2 separate regions of the Oncorhynchus mykiss genome follow, and region 1 is linked to region 2. A link is a contact called in public Hi-C data. All regions are on one chromosome and are shown on one strand. The core of a region is the stretch at or near the end of the contact, and the rest is flanking DNA. Distances in the headings are between cores, read along the strand shown. Region 1 holds the start of abca5 (ATP-binding cassette sub-family A member 5). Region 2 holds the start of lipe1 (hormone-sensitive lipase subtype 1).

Evidence for each region. Hi-C and Micro-C count contacts between places; a contact is called where the count stands out from the background.
Region 1: a Hi-C map of liver shows a contact between it and region 2, with 2.6 times the contacts expected there. The contact joins the promoter of abca5 here to the promoter of lipe1 in region 2. A contact is called at or near these places in 2 of 3 Hi-C or Micro-C datasets (blood and liver).

Annotation. Positions count from the first base shown.
Region 1 is chr23:41,178,198-41,185,340 of USDA_OmykA_1.1, reverse strand. It overlaps abca5 (ATP-binding cassette sub-family A member 5), which reads left to right and starts at 4,974. Exons shown (of 37, transcript XM_021581043.2): 1 at 4,974-5,325. The coding sequence starts at 5,313.
Region 2 is chr23:41,040,522-41,047,046 of USDA_OmykA_1.1, reverse strand. It overlaps lipe1 (hormone-sensitive lipase subtype 1), which reads left to right and starts at 2,963. Exons shown (of 12, transcript NM_001197209.1): 1 at 2,963-2,982; 2 at 5,459-5,538; 3 at 6,020-6,261. The coding sequence starts at 6,022.

The sequences.
Region 1 (7,143 bases), core at 3,725-6,224, 140 kb before region 2:
ACCGCACTCAACAAGCTGTATAAGGCCATAAGCAAACAAGAAAATGCTCATCCAGAAGCTCCTAGTGGCCCGGGGACTTTAATGCAGGCAAACTGAAATCTGAGTTACCTCATTTCTACCAGCATGTCACATGTGCAACCAGAGGGGAAAAAATCTGGACCACATTTACTCAACACACAGAGACGCATACATAGCTCTCCCTCGCCCTCCATTTGGAAAATCTGACCATAAGTCTATCCTCCTGATTCCTGCTTACAAGCACAAACTAAAGCAGGAAGTACCAGTGACTCGCTCAATACGGAAGTGGTCAGATGACGTGGATGCTACGCCTCCTGTACTCCCTGTTCACTCATGACTGCATGGCCAGGCACGACTCCAACACCATCATCAAGTTTGCCGATGACACAACCTTGGTAGGCCTGATCAACGACAATGATGACACAGCATACAGGGAGGTCAGAGACCTGGAGTTGTGGTGCCAGGACAACAACCTCTCCCTCAATGTGAGAAAGACAAAGGAGCTGATGATAGGCTGAGAGAAATTCATGATAAAAAGATTGTGGGAGCTATTTTGTTAGACTTTAGTGTGGCTTTTGACATCGATCATAGTCTGCTGCTGGAAAAACGTGTCATGGCTTTACAGCCCCTACTATATTGTGGATAAAGAGTTACCTGTCTAACAGAACACACATTGTAATATTGTTGTATGGTGGTTTTATACATTTTGTATTGTAGATATGTAGTGGTGTAATAATGTTATGATATACTCTTTTATCTTTTGTTTTATGTGTGATAAGTAGTTGCTGCCTTAGCAGAAGCTAATGGGGATCGATAATAAATACAAATACAAATTATATTATTTACAAAGACTATACAATTTTTAAACATTTATTTTAACATATTTTTGTATCAATTATTATTTTTCTGGTGGATTAAACTGAAATTGCAACCAGCTTTCTATGGCTTGTTTTAAAAAATATGAATATTTCTGAGATTATTTAATTTTTAAATGACCGAAAGTGAGAGGTTGTAATCTGAATTAATGGAAAGGGCTATTTTTGAACAGAGGGTAAGCCATTCCTAATAATCTGTTGCAGAACCAGTTCGGATTCAAGTATAACTTGTATGACTGAAGCCTTTAGTCAAATCAAACTTTATTGCCACATGCGCTGAATACAACAAGTGTAGACTTTACCGTGAAATGCTTACTTACAAGCCCTTAACCAACAGTACAGTTCAAGAAGAAGAAAATATTTACCAAGTAGGCTAAAATAAAAAAGTAATAAAAAGTAACACAATAAGAATAACGAGGCTATATACAGGGAGCACCGGTACCGAGTCCATGTGCAGGGGTACAGGCTAGTTGAAGACTATGCGTAGGTAACAAACAAACAGCGAGTAGCAGCAGTGTACAAAAGGGAGGGGGTGCCAATGTAAATTGTGCAGTGCAATTTTTCTGAATTGTTCAGCAGTCTAATGGCTTGGGGGTAGAAGCGGTTGAGGAGCCTCTTGGTCCTAGACTTGCCACTCTGGTATCACTTGCCGTGTGGTAGCAGAGGAAACAGTCTATAACTTGGGTGACCGGAGTCTCTGACAATTTTATGGGCTTTCCTCTGACACCGCCTATTATATAGGTCTTGGATGGCAGGAAGCTTAGCCCCAGTGATGTACTGGGCCGTACACACTACCCTCTGTAGCGCCTTACGGTCAGATGCCGAGCAGTTGCCATACCAGGTGGTGACACAACCGGTCAGGATGCTCTCAATGCAGATATCAATATTGCAGATTTATTGTTGGATCTGATTTTACTAGCTAACATTTCCATGGACAAACTTGTTTTACTACTCTTTTACAGTTGAATACTTTCTGAGATGTAGACATGATTTACTATTTTACACCTGGGGTTACTATACATTCTGTAACTTTAACCCATTGCATAAGAGATTCTCCTAAATTAAAATAGTCCATGCATTTATGTATACATTATAGTTGTTCTTTATCAAAGGCCTGGTTCTATTGTTTTCAGTTAGAGTCTTATATTATCTCCAATGTATCTCCTATGTAAAAAATCTGATTAGGATGAATAATATTTGACAACACCTTTTTAATTCTAAGTGCTATACATTTTGCTAAAATGTTGGCATCACAACACTGAAGTGTAAGGGTTCTCCATTTTTATAGGAGTGGTTAAAACATGTTAATAATGGACATTTGAGTACATCTAAAAACCTTTTGCCACATTTCAGGCTTCAAACATAAAGATATAAAACTGTATTTTTTTGTGAAGAATCAACAACAAGTGGGACAATCATGAAGTGGAACGACATTTATTGGATATTTCAAACTATTTTAACGAATCAAAAACTGAAAAATTGGGCGTGCAAAATTATTCAGCCCCCTTAAGTTAATACTTTGTAGCGCCACCTTTTGCTGCGATTACAGCTGTAAGTCGCTTGGGGTATGTCTCTATCAGTTTTGCACATCGAGAGACTGAAATTTTTTCTCATTCCTCCTTGCAAAACAGCTCGAGCTCAGTGAGGTTGGATGGAGAGCATTTGTGAACAGCAGTTTTCAGTTCTTTCCACAGATTCTCGATTGGATTCAGGTCTGGACTTTGACTTGGCCATTCTAACACCTGGATATGTTTATTTTTGAACCATTCCATTGTAGATTTTGCTTTATGTTTTGGATCATTGTCTTGTTGGAAGACAAATCTCCGTCCCAGTCTCAGTTCTTTTGCAGACTCCATCAGGTTTTCTTCCAGAATGGTCCTGTATTTGGCTCCATCCATCTTCCCATCAATTTTAACCATCTTCCCTGTCCCTGCTGAAGAAAAGCAGGCCCAAACCATGATGCTGCCACCACCATGTTTGACAGTGGGGATGGTGTGTTCAGGGTGATGAGCTGTGTTGCTTTTACGCCAAACATAACGTTTTGCATTGTTGCCAAAAAATTCCATTTTGGTTTCATCTGACCAGAGCACCTTCTTCCACATGTTTGGTGTGTCTCCCAGGTGGCTTGTGGCAAACTTTAAACAACACTTTTTACGGATATCTTTAAGAAATGGCTTTCTTCTTGCCACTCTTCCATAAAGGCCAGATTTGTGCAATATACAACTGATTGTTGTCCTATGGACAGAGTCTCCCACCTCAGCTGTAGATCTCTGCAGTTCATCCAGAGTGATCATGGGCCTCTTGGCTGCATCTCTGATCAGTCTTCTCCTTGTATGAGCTGAAAGTTTAGAGGGACGGCCAGGTCTTGGTAGATTTACAGTGGTCTGATACTCCTTCCATTTCAATATTATCGCTTGCACAGTGCTCCTTGGGATGTTTAAAGCTTGGGAAATGTTTTTGTATCCAAATCCGGCTTTAAACTTCTTCACAACAGTATCTCGGACCTGCCTGGTGTGTTCCTTGTTCTTCATGATGCTCTCTGCGCTTTTAACGGACCTCTGAGACTATCACAGTGCAGGTGCATTTATACGGAGACTTGATTACACACAGGTGGATTGTATTTATCATCATTAGTCATTTAGGTCAACATTGGATCATTCAGAGATCCTCACTGAACTTCTGGAGAGAGTTTGCTGCACTGAAAGTAAAGGGGCTGAATAATTTTGCACGCCCAATTTTTCAGTTTTTGATTTGTTAAAAAAGTTTGAAATATCCAATAAATGTCGTTCCACTTCATGATTGTGTCCCACTTGTTGTTGATTCTTCACAAAAAAATACAGTTTTATATCTTTATGTTTGAAGCCTGAAATGTGGCAAAAGGTCGCAAAGTTCAAATACTTTCGCAAGGCACTGTACATCTAGAAATTCACCCTCTGTATTCAGGCCTTCACACGACTCTTTCTTTACCTCTGTTAATTTTACACTACTAATAGAAAAAAAATCCTCACAATTAACTTCAGTTAGTAGAGATGGACTAGACTGAAATGAAACATATGCTTAAAGTACTTTGCTTCCTCTCAAAATATTGTTTGGTGAATCATGGATGACACCGTCATTTTTAACAAGTTTCTGTATATTATTTTTGGTAGGATTTCTATGTTGAAGATTAAAAAATAATTTGGTGCATTTTTCCCAATATTCCATCCAATTTGCTTTATTTTGTTAATATATTACACTTGATCTTTCTTGAATAAGCAACTCCATTTCTTCGTTTTTCTTCTAATTTCTTCTGTTCATGAAAATAAAAATGTGGTTTTGGTATTAATTTAAGGTTAGGGTTATGCTTAGTAGTGTGTTTAAGGTTATTGTTAGGTTTAAAATTACATTTTAAGAAGAGAAATTGTAGAAATCGGCGGGGTTTATAACGTTCTGTTTGTGGTAACTAACGACGACCCTGAACTGGAACTGTTGTCTGCGCATGCGTAAATGCTGTTTTGCCGAAATTTAGACTATCCGGTTAAGTGAAAGAAAATGTTATATTTGGTTAGCAGCTTTTTGACTTGTAATTTCAAACGTGTCATTCCAGACATCATTGCTGTAGTTTAACAGCGGAATGAAGCATATTCTCTCAGCGAAACAATCAGAAAGTAGTGGGTACAATATTACCCAGCATTCCCTTCGCCCGTGTATATGGAAACGGTATTTGATCATTTACTGAAATTCCACCAAAACCACATAAAGCTACATTAAATTCCCTACTGGACCATATTATTGTGCACGGACTCAACATGCAATATTTTTATTGTAGGTTTACCCAATGTGCGTTCAGTATTTTTGTCTACATAAAGAAACTTCTTGATGAGTAACTATAGAGCCATAGTGTTGCTGAAATTGCTACCCTATCCCCACTGTCGGTCTTGGTTGGCACCGAGTTTTTATCTCAGTCTATGCAATACATTTACGAACGGACAAGCTGACTGCGCTATGAATTTACCAGCCGCCCAGAGCACAATACAGCTTCAATGACTCTTGATTGGTCAACGTCACACTCTGTGGTCCCGCATTCGATGGCAGAGACGAAGTACGACAGAAAACACCATTTCTAGTAGTTACCATAGCCATAAAGTCAATTTTGACAATATCGTAAAAAATCATGAAAACAAAAATTTGCTTTTTGGTCTTAATTTAGGGTTATGCATAAGGTTAGCAGTGTGGTTATGGTTAGGCTTAAGGTTAGTGTTAGGTTTAAAATATCATTTTAAGAAGATAGATTGTAGAAATAGGCGGGGTGTATGACTTTGTGACTGTTGTAACTAGTAACGACCAGGAACGGCGATTTTGGTTTGTTTACATAAAACGGACCTAAACCTAGAGCACAAGGGCCACAAAGGAACAAATTAGACAAAAAGACATGTCTTAATGTATTTCATACGTGAGTAGCTAAAACGTTTATATTTTATTTAATTGCAGAGCTATTTTTGTGTTAGCATTCTTTCCTTTCTAGCATCACTCCTTGTGCGCTCAGTTAGCTCACTACGATACGCGTTAAACGTTAGCTACATAAAAACCGACCTGAATTTATTTTAAATTGCGATATTTGTGTCTATCCACTACATAATATTTCGTCTTATATCTAACATTCCACTTGTCTGGTATTGCTAACTTATCTTCGCTATCTAACATAAACTGTAGTTAGTCGGTAACGTTAGTTAGCTAGGTAGCTAGCAACTGTAGCTAGCTAGCTAACGTGTACAACAGGGTTATTTATTGATCCATGGCCACAGCTCGGTTGGCGTTTTTCCTCATGTTGCATGTTGTATAAATCATTGAACTCTGTGTTATACGAACGTTGTAGAATAATATGCCGATTCCACACCAGCGGGAGCGGAAAATATTTTTGGTATGTCATTGTTCTGGCAATTCTCAAAAACTTCATTGTTCATGCTTTTTACATTTGTATCACAAACCATTTTTGAGAAAATCATTATTAAAGTGTTCATTTTTAGACCTATATGCCTCCTGTAAGACCCTATAATCGGTGAACAATAACGCTCAGTTGCGGTCAGTGCCATTTAAGATGAGGGAAGACGATGTTTTTTCATGAGCATGACCTTATTTTTATTAAAGCATATTGGATGACTGTCATCCATATTCCATTCACCCTGTTCAATGTAACAGCGATAGGTTTAGACTACTACATGATACTAACATTTTCCCTATACCTATCATGAGGTTGCTACAACCTAGCCTATGAATTAAAATTTACAACGTAGGCGCACAGGTCTAGAGACAAATTTGAAGTGACAGCCCTTGACATATGGACTGATGGTGACATTCAGTACCACCTTGCACACTCTTGCCTGCATCAAGCTGATATAGGGTGTAATCATTAGTCCAACAGTTGCAAACGATTGGACAAATTCAGGCAATTTTTTTTTTATCCCTGTTTTGTTCCGTTTGCATCCGTTTAAGAAACATTTTTCAATAGAATCAGAATCAGTGCCGAATACAACAGGTCTGTAGACCTTACAGTGAAATGTTTACTAACGAGCCCCTAACCAACAATGCAGTTTAAAATAATAAGAAAGAAAAGTATCAAGTAATTAAAGAGCAGCAGTAATCGCAAGCAGTGATCACGTGTAAACACTGTTCACTTTCATAGCAGCCATGTTCTATTCTTTTTATCTATGCACTCTCCTCCTCTCACCTCTTCACTGGTGGATGCACAACACATCAGCTGTATGTGACCAGGCGAAAAAACCTTTCCAAGCCAAACCGCTGCACACAGCCTCCATTGTTCTCACAATATTTGCTAAAGTAACGTCATAGTCAGCATAGCTAACAGAACTAACAAGTTAGTAAACCCTCTACAATCATGCAGTTACATTAGTGTACAGTCAGTAAGCAGTTACACCGGTGGGCCCTGGTGGCAATAAATTGGTCAAACCAAAAGCTTACCTTGACTTGAAAGAGTTTCAGTGTTGTGTTGGATAGTCATAGCCAGCTAGCTAACATAGCATCCCTCTGTTTGAGCAGGCTAAACTAGCTGTGAAACTGAAAGTGAAAAAAATTGCTCTTCTCCTTCACAAATTAATTTAACTGTTCAACTATTGTCTCTTTTTTTTTTATATATATATTTTTTTACCTTTATTTTACTAGGCAAGTCAGTTAAGAACAAATTCTTATTTTCAATGACGGCCTAGGAACAGTGGGTTAACTGCCTGTTCAGGGGCAGAACGACAGATTTTGT
Region 2 (6,525 bases), core at 1,714-4,213:
TACAATTAGAGCTGCTTCACTCAACTCTGCCTCACACCACTACAGAGCTAGCTTCTTAGCTAGCAGTAAAAAGCGTTAGTGTTATTAGCCTTAGCCTATTTAGCTAGCAGGAACCAGCTAATCTGCCACTGCCATGATGGATATCAGAAATTGGCCTTGCCACAGTACCCAAACAAAGCCAAAGAAGAGCATTGAGTAGCAACAGCATCAAACCACTGAGGCTGTCACAAAGCCCAGCAGCAATGATGCTGCTGAGCTCTAGCTAGCTCCGCGTGCAGAGCGGTCACCCTCTTCCACAAGTGCTGCCAGAATAATGGCTGCACAGCCCCCTCCACCTATGGCTGTTCCTTATGATCTTGGAAAATAGGAGCCAGCCTCTAGAATCCTACCCTAGTCCCAGGTTTCCTGTCCAAAAACGTTCATTTAATAGCAATTGGTTCAGAGGAAGAGAGTGGCTGGAGTACTCGGTTACTGAAAATGCTGCATTTTGTATCCCATGTCGAAACACTTTTTAATGATGGGTAGCTGGCAAGAAATCACATGTATTTGTCGGCGATTGTGGACATTATTGAGTTACTTGTTTCAAACCAGCAACCACTGAAGTGGACATTGGACATGAGAGTCGGTGGGGGAGGGGGGCAGTGGACTTTTCCTGTATGACGGAATACACTTTCCGAAAAGACAAGGAACTTGCCAAGGGGTTTAGCACCATACCCCACAGTGCCACATACATGTCACGCGATATTCAAAATGAAATCATAGGGCTCATTGGTGAGATTGTCACTGAGGAAGCTACATGCGAAAAGTACTTTGACACACGTGTTCAGTCAGCACAGAAGAAGCATACTACACCCGAGGATAGCTCAACTAATCCAACTGGGGGGGTTCTTACAAGAAGATTTTTGGGGAGAATGGAATGATCGATTCCTCAGGAAGTTCCACAGAGCATCAAGGAGGCTTCAACTGAAGGGTAAGAAACAATCTAGCTGGTTGTTTTTCATAAAGAATCTTGCTTTAGTGTATAGGGCGCTGTCAAAAGCACGTTCACTTTTATGTTTGTGGTACAGCGTGATATAAGCAGAATTCAATATGATTCCAATGCAAGAACCCAAATGATGCCCCTGGGTATAGTAGCTACAGTACATATCAGTAAGTTTCATCATAGAAATCGATACATTCCATTATGGTTTTCTTGGTAGCCTATTGGTTTTCGTGGTTGTAAATGGAACCGTACATATTGGAAATGTGTTTAAGGTAGGTTGGCATTGCTTAATTGATTACGTGGGTCAAATTTGATTCACAGAAGTATATTGCGCCATATCACAACTTGTTATAGGACTATTTATTTGGCAAGACAGCTGTGCATGGCTGCATTGCACTGTAGTAGGCTTTAGGCTATTTGGATCTCCATTCACCTTTTGTTTAATGTGTTTGTTGACTGTTAATGTAACTAGCCTAGATATAGATTGTTGATCTGATATTTAGTTTACTCGGCCTACTACTGTACTTGGTACCGCTGTTTTGTTCTCATTCATTCATTTGGTAGAGCAAGGCCGTTTTAGTAATGAATATAGGCTACAAGATATAGTAGATAGGCTGTTTGCAGTAGGGTAATTCACCTATGTGAATTCAGCCTTACACACAGCTGTCTTGCCAAAATAATGCAAACTAAATGCTGTAAGTAGTAGCCTAGTTATTCATGTATGGAAACAAAAATACTGAATAGCATTTTGGTGTAGGTTGCTGTCTATTGTACTGATACAGCGCAGCGGTGATAGGCTACATATTTCGCACCAACCTGACTGTCACTTCAAAAGCACTCAATGATCTCAGTCTCTGCATTTTAACTTTGTTTATTGTGATATAACTTGATATAAGCCGAATTCAATATAATCCCAATGCAAGAACCCCTCAATTGTGCCCCTTTGCCGATTTCAACTCTCCCCTCGCTTTATCCTGCCGCACCCTTAGCCACTTTATTCTGGCGCACCCTTAGCCACTTTATTCTGGCGCCGGGTCTGGTCAAAGGACCCTTTGATAGTAAATAAAATAGATTTCATAGCTTTCATTGGAAAGGTTATGAACATGACTCGGATTGTGAAAAGAAGAAATGCCATGTTGAAGATTATTGTGGATATGGCAACAGAGTTATTAGTGGCAACAGATGTTAACAGAATGTAGCAGCAAGCTAGCAGCATACCACCCTGCACCCTACTGCTGGCTTGCTTCTGAAGATGGTTGGTCCTGGTCAGTCCCTGGATGGGAGACCAGATGCTGCTGGAAGTGGTGTTGTAGGGCCAGTAGGAGGCACCCTTTCCTCTGGTCTAAAACAAATATCCCAATGCCCCAGTGCAGAGATTGGGGACATTGCCTTGTGTAGGGTGCCGTCTTTAGGATGGGATGTTAAGCGGATGTCCTGACTCTCTGGTCACTAAAGATCCCATGGCACTTATTGTAAGAGTAGGGTGTTAACCCTGGTGTCCTGGCCAAATTTCCCAATCTGTCCTTCATACCATCATGGCCACCTAATCATCCCCAGTTTACAATTGGCTAATTCCTCCTCTCTCCTGTAACTATTCCCCAGGTCGTTGCTGTAAATAATGTGTTCTCAGTCAACTTACCTGGTTAAATAAATATGTTACTGGCCACATGATTTTTTAAATGATGAGTAATCCTAAGGATGGATTGTCTCAACATTACAGAGCAAAAGTTTGAAAAGGTTTGATGTGTTTTGGGGACGGGAGGGTTTGTCAGAAGTTAATATGGGTTTTTGTAGTATAGAATTATACAAACCATGATCAATCGCACACTCCAGCACAGTAGTTGGCGGCATGCATGCACCTTAAACGTGTGTGCGGACGGCCATTATACCATAGAAGAAGAAACAATGAAGCCAAATATTTTTTTTAAACGAATTGAACGCACCCCCAATCGGTGGGGCGAAACAGAAACTGTCAGCTGAAGAATAGAGGATGCGTGTTGGTAAGTTTGTAGGCTGTACAATGCAAGGCTTTCCATATTTGATCATACTGTACACTAACTTTTCTCGTAAACATAGGTCGCACGTTTATTGCAAGTGTTCGTTTGAAGTCACTTGTTTAATTGTCGTTCGTCCGTCACAATTTTTTGCCAGTCTTGGGCGGCCAAATTCAATGTCGTAGAAAAAAACTATATACACTAGGACACTTCAACTGATGACTATCCTGGAGATAAAAAAATGTAATAACACTGTTTGCGTAAATCTGACATGTATTGACGGGACAAACAATATTAGCTTACGTTTCGGTACGAATCGCCTTAATCAGAGCCTCTGAAATGTGTTTCTTCCTTCAATCAATCGATCAGATTTACGCCGCAACCGATTGCTCCTTGTTTTTATTCTCCCGGATAATCTTCAATAGAAGTGTTCTGGGGTTAATTCATTTTGGGGGGATTTTAAAGTCCCATCAGTCAAGCACCAGCTGATTCCCTTTTTGTTTCAACTGGGCAGGGCTGAAGCTTGGGTAGGTTATACTTTTTTCCAAAGTTCTATGTCGTGTTTGAAAGTGCAATTTTTTTTAACTATATGGATTTACATGTGGTTACCATCGGGAAAGATGATATCGCGGCTACCAGTGTCCCAGTTTAGAGTTTATATATTGGGAAGAGTGGATTTGGTCAGTTTAGAGTGGAGTTGTTTATTTGTCGATGTGTGGTGACGTCATCAAGCAGCTGGTTAGGTTCTGAGCGCTGGGGAGTCTTGAGTAATTAGATGAAAGGTGACTTGTTTTTTACATTTTGTATCTTTATTTAACTAGGCAAGTTAAGAACAAATGCTAATTTACAATCATTGCCTACACCGGACGACGCTGGGCCAATTGTGCGCACAATGGGACTCCCAATCACGACCGGTTGGGATAGAGCCTGGAATCGAACCAGGGTCTGTAGTGACTCCTTTAGCACTGATATGCAGTGCTAAAGGAGTCACTAGGATCAGTACTCTGGGAATCTGGTAGTTTGAGCGGGTGAAGGACGCACCGACAATGGCTGTTCTGTTCTCCATACACCTGTCAGATGTCAGTAAATGTTGGTCGTGCATATTGTTGTATGGCGAAGAGGAAATTAACAACACGCACCTTGCGGACTGCGGTGATAGAATACAGATTGGTGGAACTGTGGAGAGAACCCAATGCCTTTTCAATGGGCGAGTTCGTTTTACATGGCCCGGTGCCCCGGTTTAGTGGATTTGTTGTTTTAGACCGTTTCAAGTGCAAAACGAACTGTACCAATATTACATCTGCTTCCCTACCATGACAAAAAAACAAAAGGTAATACAATTATTATTATTGCATATTGCGTCTATATTCTGGGCCTCCGTCTCTTTAAAACAAATATTTCTACACCGAAAGTGCACACTAATAAAGCAGCTCACTGTTTGTGTGTCGGATTTTTTTTCCTACGACAACCGAGAAACGCAGGGTATGATCAACTAGGGAATCATCGTAATATGTGAGCACCCACGTCCTGGGGTTGAGGATGGACGGAAATATTTGGGAGCACGTCCGTAAGTCGTGTAGTGTTTTAACGATGCATACTTCCTACAACGGCCGAATATGACGGCTAACATACGTTTCCCAAAACACCACAAAGAGAGAACGTTCGCTATGCATTAGTAACTTGGGCTAGGATCAGTACGACAGGACTCGCGGGTCAAAGGATGCACCGATGATGGCTGTTCCGTTCTCCAGAACCCTGTCTGATGCACTAGTGTTCAACTGCAATTCCGGGGTTCCTGCATGAACACCCCATTGGCCCCCCTCCCCCTCTAGCACTATCTTCATGCTTGTGACACTTTTTAAAATTTTAAATCCATGTTTTGTATCGAGTGACAAATACATTTTGCATGTGTGTCAATCTTTGTTTTGGTCGCACTGTGTGACGCGCGTCAACTACGTCTACACGTGGCCGCGTCGCATAGAAACGACTAGTTCCTGCAAAGATGCTGGAAAATGCTAGATGCGGGGCAGCAAGGGTGCGTTCGTAAATTTACTCTGGCCATCTACACCGATTTCAGAAGACACTCATCTGAGTGTGCCAGAGCGAAGAATAACTGACGAATTTACGAACGCTCAACACCCGTTGAATATGGCAAAAAAAAAAAAAAGTTTCGGCAAAAACGCGTAATTTAAATTGTTGACAGCAGCATAGTGACAGTCACCAGCGCTCTGGATAACATGAACAGCCTAACCAGCTCTGCTAGTATGTCTGGAAGTAGCTAGCCAACGTTACCGTGGATGCTTGACTGCCGTTGTGAGGTCAGAACGCTCGTATAAACCCTTCTCCCCGATTAGAGCGACCCCAGAGCGCACCTCTGGCAATCCAGATTGAATTTACGAACACACCCTAAAATGGCTAGGAACCTCCTCGTGACGTACAAAACATGAATTTAATAAAAAAAATATTTTCTGTTTTTTTGTAGAACCCCCTGCAACTGGATACTGACATTTTATAAGGCACCCTTTCCCCGAATCAAGAACGAAGACGTTGTCGCAAGAGCAGGTTAGTTGAATAATCAATTTCAACGTTTTGTATAAGCTAACGTTAACCTGTAATGGAAACATGGTTATTACATATCTGGCGTACAAGCATATAAACTTGTCAGTCATATATACCGGAACAAGGTTGGTTTGATTTGTTGATTCTTAGTAGCCTAGTCTTCTATTGACTAGGCCTATAAATTAAGGCTTTAGGACAATATTTAGTGTACATTTTGATAAATGTTGTCAACAGCCTTTTTTAAAAATGTTTTTGCTAAGTCAGTTTGTAAGAGGAGTCCTGTGCTAGTTGCATCTTTTAATCTTTGACCTTTGGCACACACAACCAAACCAGTAATTTTAGAGGTTAGTCCGATGTAATGATTTTTATATCTCCTTATTTAAACTTTCAAAGCTCAGATATAGTGTGATTATTCAGAAATAAAATAATGTTTTTGGTCTAGGTTTGGTTTATATTTCTGTATGTGTGCGCTCTAGTGTCTCAGGTATGGATTGGATAGCTGTGTTCACATCCTTGGAGGCGGTGTGTAAGGAAAACATCACTGCTCTGTCTGGGCCTCCTGACTTGCCATATGGCGACGTGTCCAGGCGCTTGGTGACATGCATGAGAAAGATTCAGGACCATGGTCGTGCCCTGGAACCTGTGGTTTCTGGCATCACTGCAGTCTACCACCACTATGACTTTGACTCTGATACCCCTGGGAATGGGTATCGCACACTGGTCAAGGTAGGGTAGAATTATCACTCTGTGATTGCCTCTCATTCTCTTGCCACAGAGGGGAAAATAGGAGGGAGCAGGGCTGGTCCTGGATGTTCTGCCGCCGTAGGCGAGACCATAATATGCTACAAATTTTAGCACAGCTGGTTTTTAGGCCATATAGTCAGGACAATGTCAATAACATAGTCTAATATTTTCAATCGGATTACATTGATAAAATCACCAATACCCTAGAGGTTCTGCCGCCCTAGGTGAGACAAAAATGATTACATC